Regions from separate parts of the Danio rerio genome. Here region 1 is linked to region 2. The links are chromatin contacts, called in public Hi-C maps. All regions are on one chromosome and are shown on one strand. The core of a region is the stretch at or near the end of the contact, and the rest is flanking DNA. Distances in the headings are between cores, read along the strand shown.

The links. A called contact is a pair of places that touch in the nucleus more often than the background predicts.
Region 1: a Hi-C map of embryo shows a contact between it and region 2, with 10 times the contacts expected there. The contact joins the promoter of si:ch73-335d12.2 here to the promoter of LOC141375243 in region 2. A contact is called at or near these places in 2 of 18 Hi-C or Micro-C datasets (both in embryo).

What each region holds. Positions count from the first base shown.
Region 1 is chr7:3,508,672-3,512,091 of GRCz12tu, reverse strand. si:ch73-335d12.2 reads left to right here and starts at 1,796. Exons shown (of 4, transcript NM_001082802.1): 1 at 1,796-1,847; 2 at 1,938-2,291. The coding sequence starts at 1,811.
Region 2 is chr7:3,313,601-3,316,955 of GRCz12tu, reverse strand. It overlaps LOC141375243, which reads right to left and starts at 1,974. Exons shown (of 10, transcript XM_068222506.2): 1 at 1,716-1,974.

The DNA of each region.
Region 1 (3,420 bases), core at 547-3,046, 200 kb before region 2:
AAAACAAACAGCCATAAATTCAAGACAATAGAAGTGTCACAGAAACCCTGACCTGGTCAATTTGAGGACTTAACCATCTCTTAGGAGGGAGAGCATCTTATCAAGATCTTATAGAAGTCAAAAACCAAATCAACATATACCAGTAAAATATTACTGTAAAATTAAGACCACTTTACCAATCACACAGAGACATTTAAAATGATACCAAACATGAATATAGTGATGCAAGATACACCATATTAAAACCTTGAACATTTTATGTGAAATGTGCTCTAATCAGAAGGTAACATAAGGGTCAAGAAGGGGGGTTTAGGTGGAAGGAGAAGGGTGACTTCTTCGCATTACCCCCTGCTGTTGAGTAGCTCTGTTTCTCCAGCCTGTGATTGCATTGTCAACAGTAATTTGAATAGAACAGTGGAACAGTTGGTTTCTTCATCACTTCTCAGATTAGAAAATCTATTGGAACATTGCATCTTGTCTCATGAAATTCCATAACAGTTCTTATGGTCTGATATTTTGGATCCTTACAATAGACAAGAGCAGGTAAACATTGAATTATTATTTTCTCCTTCTATTTATGACTTATTTGTCGTGTGATCAACCGTTTGGGCTAGTTGTAGATGTGTTTGGAAGCAATTCATAACATTTTAATAATATTTTGGGCAAATTGAACCAAATTAACGAAATGACTCGATAAAAGATTTTATGAACGAGACTCGAAGATCCGAGTCAGTAAAATGATCCAAACTTCCCATCACTACATGACACCTGAATGATAAGTGAAGTTTATTTATAAACTAATTTCGAGAGAATCACGTGCTTATGATTGCTTGCGGCTGGACCCAAATTATCCAATTTTCAATGCACCAATCAGACGATTGATAAGCTACTATGAATACCCTAGGTTACGTATCACAGTTATCTTCATTTTGAATAATCCCTCTTTCACCCCTACTCCTCCTCCCTCTAGATGGGTGGCATGGTGGCCCAGTGGTTAGCACTATTGCCTCACAGCAAGAATGTCTCTGGTTCCAATCTTTACCAAACCATCAGACGTTTCTGAGCAAAGCTTGCATGTTCTCCCCGTACTCACCTGGGTTTCCCCTGGGTCCCCCGGTTTCCTTCCACCATCCAAAAACATGCAACTTAAGTTTATTGGCTAATCCAAGTGAACACCATAGAAATGCTATTATCTGCTCTTCAGCCACCATGACAGGGGAATTCTTGAGATCTCCCTCCAAACGGGAGGAAGCCCCAGGATCGAGGATCTTATGAGCTCAGGGCTCTCTCCCGGGACAGCATGCCAAACTAGCTTTATTATCAATCATCAGCTAAGTGTGAACTCTTGACATGAAAATAAAAGGAAATGCAAATTTTCATTATGGACTTTTCCTCTGTAGCCATTATGAAAATACTTTGAAACATACAGACTCTTGACCACATTCAAATGAACTCAATCCAACAGAAGTACAGAAAATATGTGAATGAGAAAGAAAAATGAAAAAGGCCTTTGTTTAGAGTAATAAACAAACAATGTGACGTTCTGAATGACGAATGAGAGCAGATATAGAATCATCACAGAATAATCTGAAGCTGCAGACAGAAACATCCGACTGAGGACAGAAACACACCACCTGTGAAGTAAGAGCACACATCTACATTATTTACACACACACACACACACACACACACTCAAAGACACTTCTGACATCTGTTGATCCTCTTGTTGGTTGCGTATTCTGGATTAATGCTTCTCTTTTACTGAAATGTTTTACTCCTAAATTGATGGGTTTTTTTTTTCTTCTCAGAAATGGCTCAAACTCTATATCTCTCTCTTCTCCTCATTGGTGAGTGTGTTTGTAGTTTTATTGATGGTTTATAGTTTCTTTAGGTTCGACTCTTCTGAAAACCATTAAAGCAAAGTGTCTCTTTCACAGCTCTCTGCTCCATATCTGAATGTGTTCAGCGTCAGTATCACTTTATAAATAAGAACAAGACCTGGACTGAAGCTCAGAGATACTGCAGAGAGAAATACACAGATCTGGCCACCGTTGACAACATGAACGACATGATCCAGATGAACAAGAGTGTGAAAGTTAATGATGGATATGCCTGGATTGGTCTTCAGAGGACGAGTGTTTATAAATGGCATTGGTCTTCAGGTGATTCTGTGCTCTTCCTGAACTGGGCATCTGGACAACCAGCCGGAGGTGATAATTGTACTGTTATGAGAAATGGAAAGTGGTTTGTTGAACCATGTAGTGATGCCTGGACTTTCATCTGCTACAACAGTGAGTACAAACCCTTATGAAATTAAATATATGCGATTTATTCTAGTGCAGGGGTCCATCTATTAGTCCTACGACAGAACTAACAGTATGGGTGAAGGTTAAATGCGTGTGAGCCTTTTCAGCACATGTGAAAAGAAATATCTTGTTAAGATTTATTTTAATTTGTTTCCAACTCAATTTAATCTGACTCCAGTTTATAATAATTTTAAATTTAGATTAATCTAATTCAAGTTGATCACCTCATAGGTCGTGATTGGGTCTAATTTAGATTGATTAACCTAATAAATGCTTATTTTCAGCTAATGGTTCATTGTTTAGCTGAACTCAGTATACTGGCCATCTCCATCTGCTCACAGACACATCCTTGCCAGTTCTGGTTCTTAGACAGAGGATATAACTGTAAACTAATTTCCTTCTAGTAATATTAGGTGGCCCCATGCTTGCTCATACTTAAAGTTTGATTTAGACCCTAGATTATATCATACTAAGTGATTGTGATTGTCAGAAATCAACAGGTCTCTAATGCTGTCTATGCTCCATCCATTGAGCCTGAATGTATGACTAATCCTGGTCGTAGGCTGGAGAAACATCAGCCTAAACAATCTACTAGATTTAAATGATTTCAGGAGATATTAGAGTTACAAGAATTTGACATTTATTTGTCAGGCAAAGATTTTGCATTCCAATTCACATAATTACAGAAAATAAGCCAATCAAGATTGTACAACATCAATTATTCAAAGATACATTTAGGAGTTAGAGATGAATACCTGACCATGTAGAAATTCATTGCAGTATATAAGTCCTGATGCAGAGACCAGTTCCTTAAATACTCAAATCATCATAGATTCAAGACGATAAAATCTTCACCAAGACTCTTGCCTGGTCATGAGTTGATGTGAAGACCATTTTCCCTGGAGTTGCGCATCTGGCAAAGATCTTATCAAGGTAGACCCACCAAGCTTAAGTTAGTGGATACTTTTGCCAAACTTAAATAATATTTCACCATAGCTCCCATTCTTAAGAAATCTGGTCTCTATTCCCTAGTAGCAAAGAATTCTGGCCCAGATTTGGCAAAAAACTGGTACAGCAGGCATTCATCCGGCACTGGCATACAGCATGTGGGCCA
Region 2 (3,355 bases), core at 725-3,224:
TTTTAGATTAATTGGGTTGATTCTGTAGGGAAGTGCGTCAGTATATAATCTAATAAACCATCCACATAGATGAATACAATAAAAAAAAATAAATGATACGATGGAAATAAACAGCGTTTTATCATTTTCCGAATCTAACAGTGTTCAGGTACAGTAATTGAATAATGAAAACAAAAATAAGTCAATAAAATTAATCAAAGTTTCTTATGCTTGACTGTTTTTAAAATCCTTATACAGTCACAGGCCTCAAAAACACATGCACATGATAAATTATAATACAGGCTCTACATTGCACGTTCTACAAAGTGACTGATGCAAATAATCACATTGCGATGTCGATGCTGAAACAATATAAAGACAAAAAACTAAAAAAAACAGCCCAATCCTGACACTTTTCCCACAAAAATATTATCAATTTAATGTAATCCAAAATTGCATAAATTTACTATTTTATTTACAAATGTTTAAATAACTTGCCATGTTACTTATTTTTTATGCTTGGCTAATTAGGCCATAATACACTCGGCTAATACATTTTATTTTTTTTTGTAACATCTATTATGTCGCTTTCAACTTGGTAAATACATTCTGACATACTTAGTAATTTATGAAAATGTAAGGAATGTATTTAGTAGGTTGATTAAAAGTGACATTAAACATGTCACAAAAAAATAAAATAAAGCAAGTTTCCTTCAGGATTTTCAACTGTGACAGCAGGTCTTTTACACAAATCTACCAACCATATTTTTTCAATGACAAATGGAGAAATGTCGTGAGCGCAGTATTGCAAGTCGAGATCGCATTTATGTAATATGAGCAAATTTCTTTGCTTGCACACCGATTTCTTCTGTTCGTGCTCAAGTTCTTGCACGCTCCCTCAAATATATGCTGCTCAAGCGCAGATCTTCTTGTGCGCTCTCAAATACACACTGCTGAAGTGTGATTTACTGTGTTTATGTAGTCAGTATGTCTCTAACGGTTATCAGATTTGCTAGGAATATTTCTGAATGTCTCCAGTAGACCTACAGAGCAGCAATAATGCGTCCTGAAGTAAAGTGAAACGGCTATAAACTCTGTAAAGTCATAAGCACAACCACAGACCTTTATCTATAAAGTATAATTGTGGAAACTGTGTTCATCTTAACTGAAAGCTACGTCGTGTTTTCTCAGTCAGTCAGAATGTCACCTTAAAGTGTTAAACAAATAACGCACAGCTCTACTATGATGACAGAAGAGTTTGCGCTGTTATAATTCACTAACCTTTTAATGCGTTTAAGTGCGATTTATAACCTGCTATTAAAAACTAACAGCAGCAACGACTGAATGTTTTGAATGAGAAGCTGGAATTTAGATGTGGCGAGATGAATTTTGGTGTGGCGCCCCACCATGGAAGAATTAATGTATTGGAAACCATGCTATGTTTTTGCCGAGTGTGTTAGGTTGCTAATATACTGTATATCAGATTAATGTATCTCAAAGTAGTTTTTTCAAAGTCCTCCTTAACATTCTATGTTATTTCTTTTCATAATCAATTTACTGTAAATTGTTGGTGATAAACAAGGTTAATGAATTAAAATTGAATATACTGATTGTTATAATTCATGGTATTACCATTAATAATTAATTTATTATTTGACAATTAAATAAAAAAATAAGAAATTGTCAAATAGTGCAGTTAATAATAATAATAATAACAATAATAATAATAAACTTACCTGCCTGAAAGTCCAACTGGGCTGGAAATTTAAGAAATGATCTTCACAGTTGAGTTCATCAGTTATCTGTCTTCAAAAATATACTTAAAAAATTCTTCAGAGTAATCCTCTGTAAAACATTGTCTTGTGATTCATAAGACAACAATGTAAAGGAATAAGTGAAATATTATACCCTATGTAGTTGTTAAGAGCTCAATTTTATGTAGTTAAAAATAGACATTTTCATACACATCAGCAATCTATGCTAACTCTGTCTGAGCAGTCAACTCTGAATGCTGATTTATTTATTGCTAATCTACTGTAAGCCCCTCCCTCTCAACCCACAGTGTCTTACAGCATATTTGAGTATACTACAACAATGCATCATGCTATATTTGAATGAAAATGATTGGTATTAAACAAAATACAGTATTAATCATTATCTGACAATTGTTTTTACTTGTATTCAGTCAATAGGTAGAGATTAGTATAGTTTTATCAAGGTTTTTCTTTATTCAATGTTATGTAACAATTAATCTATATTGTTCTTAACCATTTTATATCGACAAATAAACTGAAAATGAAGAAATATAATGGCACCTATCTAACATTTTAAAAACCGCATCAAGCTACGCTGTTAAAAGTTGTGAACAAATTTGTAAACATGTGAACAAATTTGAATATTAGAACTATTTTAATTGGTTAAACCTAACCAAATTGAACATAACACAATAGCTGTATTATGGCATGTTTTTTGGTTTATGTATGTCTGTCATAAATAAATTTGTTTCAGAATTACATTGAACATGTTGCCTTTTCAAAGTTGTGTGTGTGCGTGTGTTTGTGTATATGTACTTACAGTACACAAGCATATGTATACACAGAGAACATGGAGTGAACTTTAAGTGTTTCCAAACCAGCTGACTGTTCAAATCAGTAGCATAACCACCACCAGGAACAGAATGTCTCGTTTATTTCTAGGGCTGGACAATGCGGGCAAAAACCCTCAAAAAATCTATTTAATTATTTTCAGTGTTGATAAATATTCATAATACTGTATTTTTGCATACAATATGTACAACTTATTTTGTTCATCAATACTCTGTCATCACTTTTTTTTTTTGAAATTGCTATAATATTCCTTAGAGCAGCTCAACACTGCGGAAATACGCAATGTTGTTGAGTGTGGCGATAACATTTCTTGCGCTATAACTAACTTTCCAAATGCTACTTTAACAGCAATTAAAAAAATTATTTATGTTATGATCTTATTCAAATAAACAGCTGATAGATATTTCCTGAGCTAATTAAACAAACAATTAAAAAAAGCTACATCAAGATGAAATGTTAAGATGAATGACTGGAAAGCTTGTTGGAAATTCTGAATGTTGTTGGGTGTCATCATGGTCTCCCAGCATTAGTGTTTATTTTCAGCTCTAGGCTGAATGATGAAGATAGTAAAGGCCCCATCTGATTGGTCAGATTTTGCATTTCTCTTGTGAGTATTGCATTTACTATTATCATGCATGCATGATAATAAAGACTAATGTGCAGACCTAATATTTGCAATTGTCTAGTTTAAAAGATACTGCTTGTAAACTGCTTGTAGCCCAAAGGGTTTTGGATATACAACTTGTTTAGTGTGGATATGTGAGGGTAGT